Linked DNA regions of Hordeum vulgare: regions 1 and 2 are each linked to region 3. Evidence: chromatin contacts called from public Hi-C data. All regions are on one chromosome and are shown on one strand. The core of a region is the stretch at or near the end of the contact, and the rest is flanking DNA. Distances in the headings are between cores, read along the strand shown.

What was found. Hi-C and Micro-C count contacts between places; a contact is called where the count stands out from the background.
Region 1: a contact with region 3 is called in a Hi-C map of seedling, with 4 times the contacts expected there. The contact joins the enhancer-like site here to the promoter of LOC123412260 in region 3. A contact is called at or near these places in 1 of 6 Hi-C or Micro-C datasets (seedling) and 1 of 1 datasets of contacts at active chromatin or transcription factors (embryo).
Region 2: a contact with region 3 is called in a Hi-C map of leaf, with 4 times the contacts expected there. The contact joins the promoter of LOC123408246 here to the promoter of LOC123412260 in region 3. A contact is called at or near these places in 2 of 6 Hi-C or Micro-C datasets (leaf and seedling) and 1 of 1 datasets of contacts at active chromatin or transcription factors (embryo).

What each region holds. Positions count from the first base shown.
Region 1 is chr7H:183,023,065-183,025,820 of MorexV3_pseudomolecules_assembly, forward strand. No RefSeq gene overlaps it. Among protein-coding and RNA genes, the nearest start is that of LOC123409774, 14 kb to the left of the region's middle. Within about 2 kb of position 1,482, at least 3 of the 3 cell types and tissues checked have open chromatin away from gene starts, as enhancers often do. A contact at or near this core is called in seedling, where this site is marked.
Region 2 is chr7H:183,050,941-183,053,710 of MorexV3_pseudomolecules_assembly, forward strand. LOC123408246 reads right to left here and starts at 1,489. Exons shown (of 2, transcript XM_045101398.1): 1 at 1,175-1,489; 2 at 112-386. The coding sequence starts at 1,457. The coding sequence ends at 331. It also overlaps the pseudogene LOC123408582.
Region 3 is chr7H:183,648,741-183,651,440 of MorexV3_pseudomolecules_assembly, forward strand. LOC123412260 (probable L-type lectin-domain containing receptor kinase S.5) reads left to right here and starts at 1,296. Exons shown (of 2, transcript XM_045105208.1): 1 at 1,296-2,700. The coding sequence starts at 1,869.

The sequences.
Region 1 (2,756 bases), core at 232-2,731, 630 kb before region 3:
GCACGGAGTTGAGGCTTCGTACACGGAGATCGAGCGATCTTTCTAACTGGGCCGGCTCATTCAAGCGGAACATCTTCAGTCATTTTTGCTGGTTTTGGAAACCTTCTACAAGTTTTCTAAACTGTTTCTTATTTTTATTTTTTGTTTTCAGTTTTTGTTTCAAAAAATGTTTTGGATTTTCAAAAAATGTTTTTGTTTTTTTTAATGTTCTAATTTTAAATAGTTGTTGTTTTTCAAAAACATTCATAATTTTAAAATATGTTCAGTATTTTCACAAAATGTCCAATTTTTAAAGAAAATGTCCGGTATTTTCAGAAAAACGTTCTATCTTTTAAAAAATGTTACAAATTTCGAAAAAAAACATTTTTCAAATATGTTCATATATTCAAAAAATATTCTGGATATTCACAAAAATTATAACTTCAAAAAATGTTGTTATTTTTGGAAAATGTTCAGGATTTATAAAAAAATGTTCTTTTTTCACAAAATGTTATTGTTTCCTTTTTCCTTTTTTATTTTTTCATCTTTTTATTTTTGTTTGACATTGCCTAAATTTTGTTTTGAATTTAAAAAAATATAACTTTGTTTAAAATTTTGTTCACCATTTATATTTAAATGTTCGTGTCTAAAAAAATAACTAGGATTTAAGAATTGATGAATAAATATTTTCGTAAATTAGTGAAAAAATGCTTTTCTTTTTTAAAAAATTTGTTCACAAATTGAAAACTCGTTCATATTTTGTTCATCAATCTAAAAATGTTCTTGATTTGAATATGTTCAGGAATTTTAGAAAATGTTCTTCGTTTTGTGAAAAATGTTTCCCTTTTCAAAAAGTCTACATAAGTTTAAAAAATGTTCATTCTTCAAAAATTGCTCACAAATTTTCGAAACGTTGTTTCAATTTTTTTCTAGTATTCAAAAACCTGCACAATTTCTCTAAAAAAAATTCCCATTTGAAAAAGGAACATTTTTTGAAAAGAGGAAGATTTTCCAAAAGAATGGTAGATTTCTTGAACAAAATAGTCTCATTCTAAAAAAATAAATTTTTTGAGTGCAAATTTTCGAAGTTTTGTTTTTTCTTGAAATTTTGAAGAACAAGATAGTAAATAAAAATAAATAGAAAGTAAAATAAATAACAGAAAAACAGAAAAAGAAAAAGAGAAAAAATAATCAGAGAAAAATAAAATGAAGTACACTAAAAAATGAAACAAAAAACATATAAAGTAGGAAAATCCTGTAAATACTAGTCTAAGATCCTTCCAGAAGCTACCCAAAACTGGCCGAGAACCTTATAGAAGGGTCCCAAAACTGGACACTGTAGCTTGGGCATTCTCTTGTAATTGGAGCGGCCCATTTCGATCTCCAGTTCGTCCATCTGTGTGTGAACAAGCGACAACGTGTAGCAGAGAGCAGCAGATAGGAGTAGGATTTCCTATTCAGCACTGCAGGCGCCGGTTTATTTGGTATTCAGCTAACCGGCGCGTGCAGCCATGCTAACTGGGCTCGGCCCATTTACTTTCGCGTGTCCATTCAAAAATTAGAAAGTAGTAGGGTTCGTACCAAGGAGCTCCTGGAGGAACAAGCGACAATGTGTAGCACAGAGCAGTAGATAGGAGCGGCATTTCCTATTGAGCGCTGCATGCCCCCGCCAAGGAGCTCGTGGTCCACTGCCAAGAGTGGTAACCACGCCATGGACAAGTGATGTGCTTAGATACGTCATTTTTTCCCTTATCATCATTTCTTCTGTTTTCTTGTTTTTTCATTTTACTTTTTTTTTCTGTTTTTAAAAATTGACGAACTTTTTCTTAATTCAGTGAACTTTTTAAAAATTTCATAAACTTTGTTTTCAAATTTGATGAACATTTTCAAATCCAATGAACTTTAAAAAATGATGAACTTTTTGCAAGGTTGATGATTTTTTCCTTTAAATGTGGGAACTTTTTTCGAAATGGTGAACTGTTTTCAATCTTGATGAACTTTTTCAAAATTCAGTGAACGTTTTTCAAATCCAATGAACTTTTATTTTTTTGAAAAGTTGATGAACTTTTTTAAAAATCTACTGAACTTTTTTCAAATTGATGAACTTTTTTCAGATTTGATGAACATTTTTCAAAAATCGATGAACTTTTTTTTGAAATTCGCTGAACTTTTTTCAAATGGATGAACTTTTTTCAGATTCGATGAACTTTTTTTAAAATCAATGATTTTTTTGAAATCCGCTGAACTTTTTCAAATTGGATGAACAATTTTCAAGTTTGATGAACTTTTTTTCAAATTTGATGAAAGTTTTTAAAAATTCATGAACTTTTCTCAAATTTGATGTTTTTTTTGGAAATTGATGAACTTTTTTCAAGTTTGTGATTTTTTCTTCAAAAATTATGAATATTTTCAAATTTACATTTTTTATTCAAATACGTAAAAAATCTACTCCCTCCGTTTCGGTTTATAAGTCATATTACGAAAACCAAATAGTCACAAAACACTTAGGCACGGTGCATTAACTTTCATCTTGTTTTTTTATTTTTGACATGAATAAAGAAATCATCGAATAAGAGACATGGGGCGTGTATGTTTTTAGTGACTTGAAATTAATTAGCACGACATGCAATGCTCAGTTCATCGCATGCAATGGTATTAATTAGTAAAATTACATTAATTTTCTTGTTTTCCTCTTCATCTTGGTCACGGTGCGCAACCTAAGATGACCTATACGTCGAGACGGAGGGAGTAAGTGATAGAGGAGACGAAATAGCACT
Region 2 (2,770 bases), core at 239-2,738, 600 kb before region 3:
TTCACTTGTCCTGAAACTACATCTGAACCTGTATGTCTGTATCATGATATAATTTAGATGGCTTCATAGTTTATAAAAGTGGAAAAATAAAGCACATCAAAAGTAGTTCACTTCGGTACACAGGATATTTATACACATTCCCAAACTGAAAACTAGAACAACGTCTTCATGAAGCACTTAATCTGAACTGCTAGCTCCACAATTGCTACTGAACATAAATGTTTAGAGAGATCAGTAAAAAGTGAATCATATTGCAAAGAAAAAGAAATAATTGTTGAATAGCAGTCTAGTTGAGTACACATAATATTATACATATTCCCAAATTGAAATCTACACCAAAGTGTCCATGAAGCACTTCATATGGGCCGCCAGCTCCACAATTGCTACTGAAAATAAATATTCAAAGAAATCAGTAAAAAGTGGATCATATTACAAAGAAAAAGAAATAGTGTTGGATAAATTACTGAATCTTTTTTCATTGTTGTAGACTTAAAAAAGCAGCAGAAAAGAAACTTTTTCATGAAAATTCATAGCAAATACTGCAACAACTGTGTCATACGAATCGCGTAGGGGGGGGGGGGGGGGTTGGATGATTTGCCCCACTTCACAAGGGGTTAGATGATTTGCCCAGTGTTATCTCAATGACCAGTGGCCCCGGCCCCATCCGGCAGTCTCAGGGGGAGGGCAAATTATCAAATTGGGAAGTAAAGTGGGGCAAAAGATCCAATTTCTCAAACCCAATCACTGGACGAGTAAGAAGAGTAAGAAGGACATGTGTATGAACTGGACGAGAGACATGTATAAATTAGAGCAATACCTCAAACCCAATCACCTTTTTTTTAAATCTGAAACACAATCACTTCGCCAGGTATTGTTCACCTGTTCTGAAACCACATCTGAACCTATATCCAGAGCTTGGAACGGATTGAGTGAAAAAGTTCGAAATGAGCTGCCATCCATGCCTTCCGAGGTGTAGTGTGCATACATGTGATGGTGGCGAGGTGCCCACAAACGCGTACACCAGGCTGACCTGGTTGGAGATGCAAGGCTTGGAGAGCAGCCTTGGCACGGGGGAGGCTGGCGGTACATATTATGATTCCATGTCATTTCCAGACCGGAGCTCAGAGCATGTCAAACTAAGAAACAACAAACGCTCAACGATGAGGACACCTACCCATGGACTCACACTTGCGGCACCGTTTGGAGTCCGACGACCTTGTGGGGCGCCATGCCGACGACGATGCGGGCTGCACGAACGGCAAGAGGAGTGCGCACAGATGATCCCCTTGCCCAAGCAGAGGTGGAAGAAGGGCGTGGGTAGTGACGCGAGGGTGCACGGCCGGTGGCCGCAGTGGCTGCGACGGCGACCAGAGGCCCGGCCCGGCAGCGACAAACCCTATCCAGAGGCGACCGATGCGAGAAGGCCGGTCTCCTCCAGAAAACAGATGTGTCAGCATGGGAAAGAATCACCGTATGAACTGAGAATTGACGCCAGCCGGGCTTGCTTAGCCGCTATAATATATGGTATTATATTTTTTACGGGGAGCGTTATGTCGAGATCATCTAGTTTTTTTTAAAAAGAAGGATTACCTCCGGCCTCTGCATCAGCACGATGCATACGGTCCCTTTATCTCCCCTAATAATAAAGCGCGTATCGCTTCTGCCGTACGTCGCCGGCATTTTTGCATAAAAGTCCCTCTGCTTCTGGATATTCAACCCGCAGGCCCTATATAAGTGGATCTGGATAAAAAGACGACGACGAGGCGACAGCGCCGATCCACCGCCTGCCGTCCAACGCGCTGCACAACGCGCCTAGTGGGGATGCCTCCACGCCTTCGACCCCGACCGCCGCTGCTGGCTCCGCCTCCCCTTCACCTCCTTCCTCCCCCACTAGGCCTTCTCCCCCGTCGCCTCCTTCGGCTCCCTCCTCTACCTCTCGATCGAGACCGGCCCACCCCCCGCACCCCTCCCTCCCTCCTCCTCCTCAACGTCGTCGCCCACAGCCAGCGCAGCCCACCCGCCCAAGGCGCTCGCCGTCTGCAACCCGCTGGCGGGCACCTACCGCGTGCTGCCCCCGCACGGATCCGCTTGGGCGCGCCACGGCACCGTCCTCGCGGGCCCGGCGGCGTAGTGCTCGTCCTCACCGAGCTCGCCGCGCTCTCCTACTCCCCGTCTGAGGGATCTGGCAAGTGGATGAAGCACCCCCTCTCGCTCCCCTCCAAGCCACGGAGCCCCATCCTGGCCGCCGGCGCCCGCGCCGTCTTCACGCTCTGTGACGTCGGCACCCCCTGGCGCAGCCAGTGGAAGATCTTCTCCTGCCCGCTCGCCAGGCTTACTGGCGGCTGGGCGCCCGTCAGAAGGGGGCGGTGACGCCGGTCAAGAACCAGGGGAAATGCGGTAAGGAGACAAGGCAATCTCTGAACAATCCATGATCCATCTCAGGATTTCAGTCAGCGCATTGCGCGCCATGTATCTATCTGAGTTCTGAAATTGTGTTGCAGGAAGCTGCTGGGCCTTCTCGACGGTGGCGGCGGTGGAGGGGATAAACCAGATCATGACGGGCAGGCTGGAGTCGCTATCAGAGCAGGAGCTGATGGACTGCGACAACACCTTCGACCACGGCTGTGGAGGCGGCCTCATGGACTTCGCCTACGCCTACATGGTGGGGAACCAGGGGATCCACACCGACGGCGACTACCCCTACCTCATGGAGGAGGGCGACTGCAAGGAGAAGCAGGTTGGTGGCACAACAAGCTGATGATATTCAGTT
Region 3 (2,700 bases), core at 46-2,545:
TCCCAGCGGATCCTTTTTATCCCTTTTCATTGAACGAACCAAGTTCACCTATACGAGAGTGAGGAATAGAAATCCTACAATCAACTTCCCTATTCCAGTTCCAGTTAGGTTTCCTCGGAATTTCTACTCCAATCCGAACTCGTGGAGACCATCTTGCTCATCGTTGCCGGACAACATTTGTTACATTTGCTGCCATGCGTTATGTCAGTGCGTCACAACCCTCGACCGGGACATGCAGTCAACTGTTGACCGGTGGATCGTCCCCCGTTGGCCAGCCGCCCGCCCGTGAACACCTTCTGCCTGCCGTCTCCTTCTTGTTCGGTGTCACGTACAGCAACAAACAATGATAAGCTTGCTGTCAAAGTCTCAAAGAACAAAGAAACAAACAAACAATGATGAGAGGTGAGTTAGTACCATTAAAGGTTGGTGAAGACGGCCGGGTAATCGACATCCACCTATACCCACCTTTGTTCCTTTGGTAGAGGAGCATAAATCTCGTTGTTCATAACTAATACTCTCTTCGTCCAAATATAATTGTCATAAAAAAAAATCTAATATAGTATTTTACTTTTATACAACTTATTTTATTCATTCATACGATAAGTAATTCTGGATGAAAGGAGTACTAAGAAGAGTGCTCGACGACGAAGAATTGTCAAATTTATTCCGGCTAAGCTGTATACTACTTCCTCCGTACAATTATGGTGAAGAGAAAAATGAAAGAAAATAATATTTATTTGCTAATTAATATCATTGCATGTAATGCACTGATCATTGTATGTCATTCTAGATATCTTAAATCATTAAAAACATATGCAAACCAACCTGTGGTTGGATGATTATATGGACAATGGTATCTTCAGCCCATCAGGTTTTAAGTCCCGGTATTTGCATTATTTTTGAATCTATTTCAGGATTTTTCGACGATAAGCTTTTAGGGATAGGGTATGCGTATGTGCGTTTATATAGATGAGTATATGCGTGTGTATATGAACGCTTGCGTTTATACTCTATTCAAAAAAGTCATGAAAATCATACACGCATCACGATTTTTGTTAATTGATTTCTTTATTCACATAAAAAAACAAAACAAGATGAAAATCAGTACGCCGTATATAAGTATTTTAAAATTATTTGATTTTTTTTAAATAACTTATGGGTGTGGACGAAGGAAGTACTAGTAGTAGTATTCCTTCATTCCTCCGGTCAAAGCACAATCTCGTTCTTCACAACCAATGAGAGGGTTTGATGCCGAAGAGTGCTTAAGTTTGTTCCGTCAAGCAATACACGAGCACCAGTAGTAGCACTGCAGTCCAAAGTGCCAAAGAAAAACCACCAAGTTACAAAAGAAAAACCACCATCTTATGAGCTAAACTCAACATTTTATCCGAAATTCCGAGTCAGCATGGCGCTAAATTTCGAGCTCACAGCATACGAAGTCTATCTTGTAAAAACTCATCCTATCTCATAGAAAAGGGTAGTTGTCAAGAACTTCCAACTTGCCACATCACCTGCAGGCTGCAAGAAACAGCAAAAATCAGCATTGCTATCACCCCGATCACAGCCTCTCAGAAAGATTACGGGAAAAGCGACCTCGGGCGGGAGATAAGGTAAGGAGGCCAGCGCCTTCCTGTCTGCTTCTCCGCAAGGAGACACCGGTGTGAACGTGCCTGTGCAACCGCAAGAACCCTTTTTTCCCCTTTCTCCCTGTGACTTTTGCCTTTCTTACATCTACACCGGCGGCGGCAGAATCTAATCTCCCAGAGCAGGAAAACCGATAGAAATAAGCACGCGGCTTGGGCAGGTGCACCGTGCACGGCGTCCAGTTGAACCGAACCTCCCCGCACGGTCCTCCTGGTTCGCCATTAATGGCCGTGCATTTACTCGTACTGTCCCTCCTCGTCTTGGCCTCTTCTAGCTCAGGCTCCACCACCGCGCTCGCCACGAACGCCACTGCCGATGGCTCGCTGGATGGTCTGGATGCGGGGAGCGTCACCCGGTTCAGCTTCTCCAACTTCCATCCCGACTACCGTGGCAAAAACCTGACGGTGGTCGGCGATGCCGACATAACCAAGGGCGCGCTCCAGATCACGCCGGACACTCTCAACGAGCCCGCCCACTTCCTCACCAATAAGTCCGGCCGCGTCCTCTACTCCGCACCAGTCAGGCTCTGGCGCCGCGATAAGGGCGGCAAGGGCAAGGGCAATGCCGGCGCCGGCGGCAAGTTGAAGGTCGCGTCCTTCCGCACCGTCTTCACCGTCAACGTCTTCCGCGTGTCGGGCGCGGAGCCGGCGGAGGGGTTCGCGTTCCTTATCGCGCCGTCCGCGGGCGAGCCGCCCGCCGCGAGCTACGGCGGCTTCCTCGGCCTCACCAACGCGACGACCGACGGCAACGCCACGAACCAGGTCGTCGCCATCGAGCTCGACACCGAGAAGCAGCCATACGACCCTGACGACAACCACATCGGCCTCAACGTGAACAGCGTCGTCTCCGTCGCCAACGCCTCGCTCACGCCCCGCGGCATCGAGATCTCGCCGGCCAAGACCGCCAAGTACAACGTCTGGATCGACTACGACGGCGACGCCCGCCGCATCACGGTGTACATGGCCGACGTCGACGCCGCCAAGCCCGCGTCTCCGGTGCTCGCCGCGCCGCTGGACCTCGGGGCCACCGTGGCCGAGAAGTCCTACTTCGGGTTCG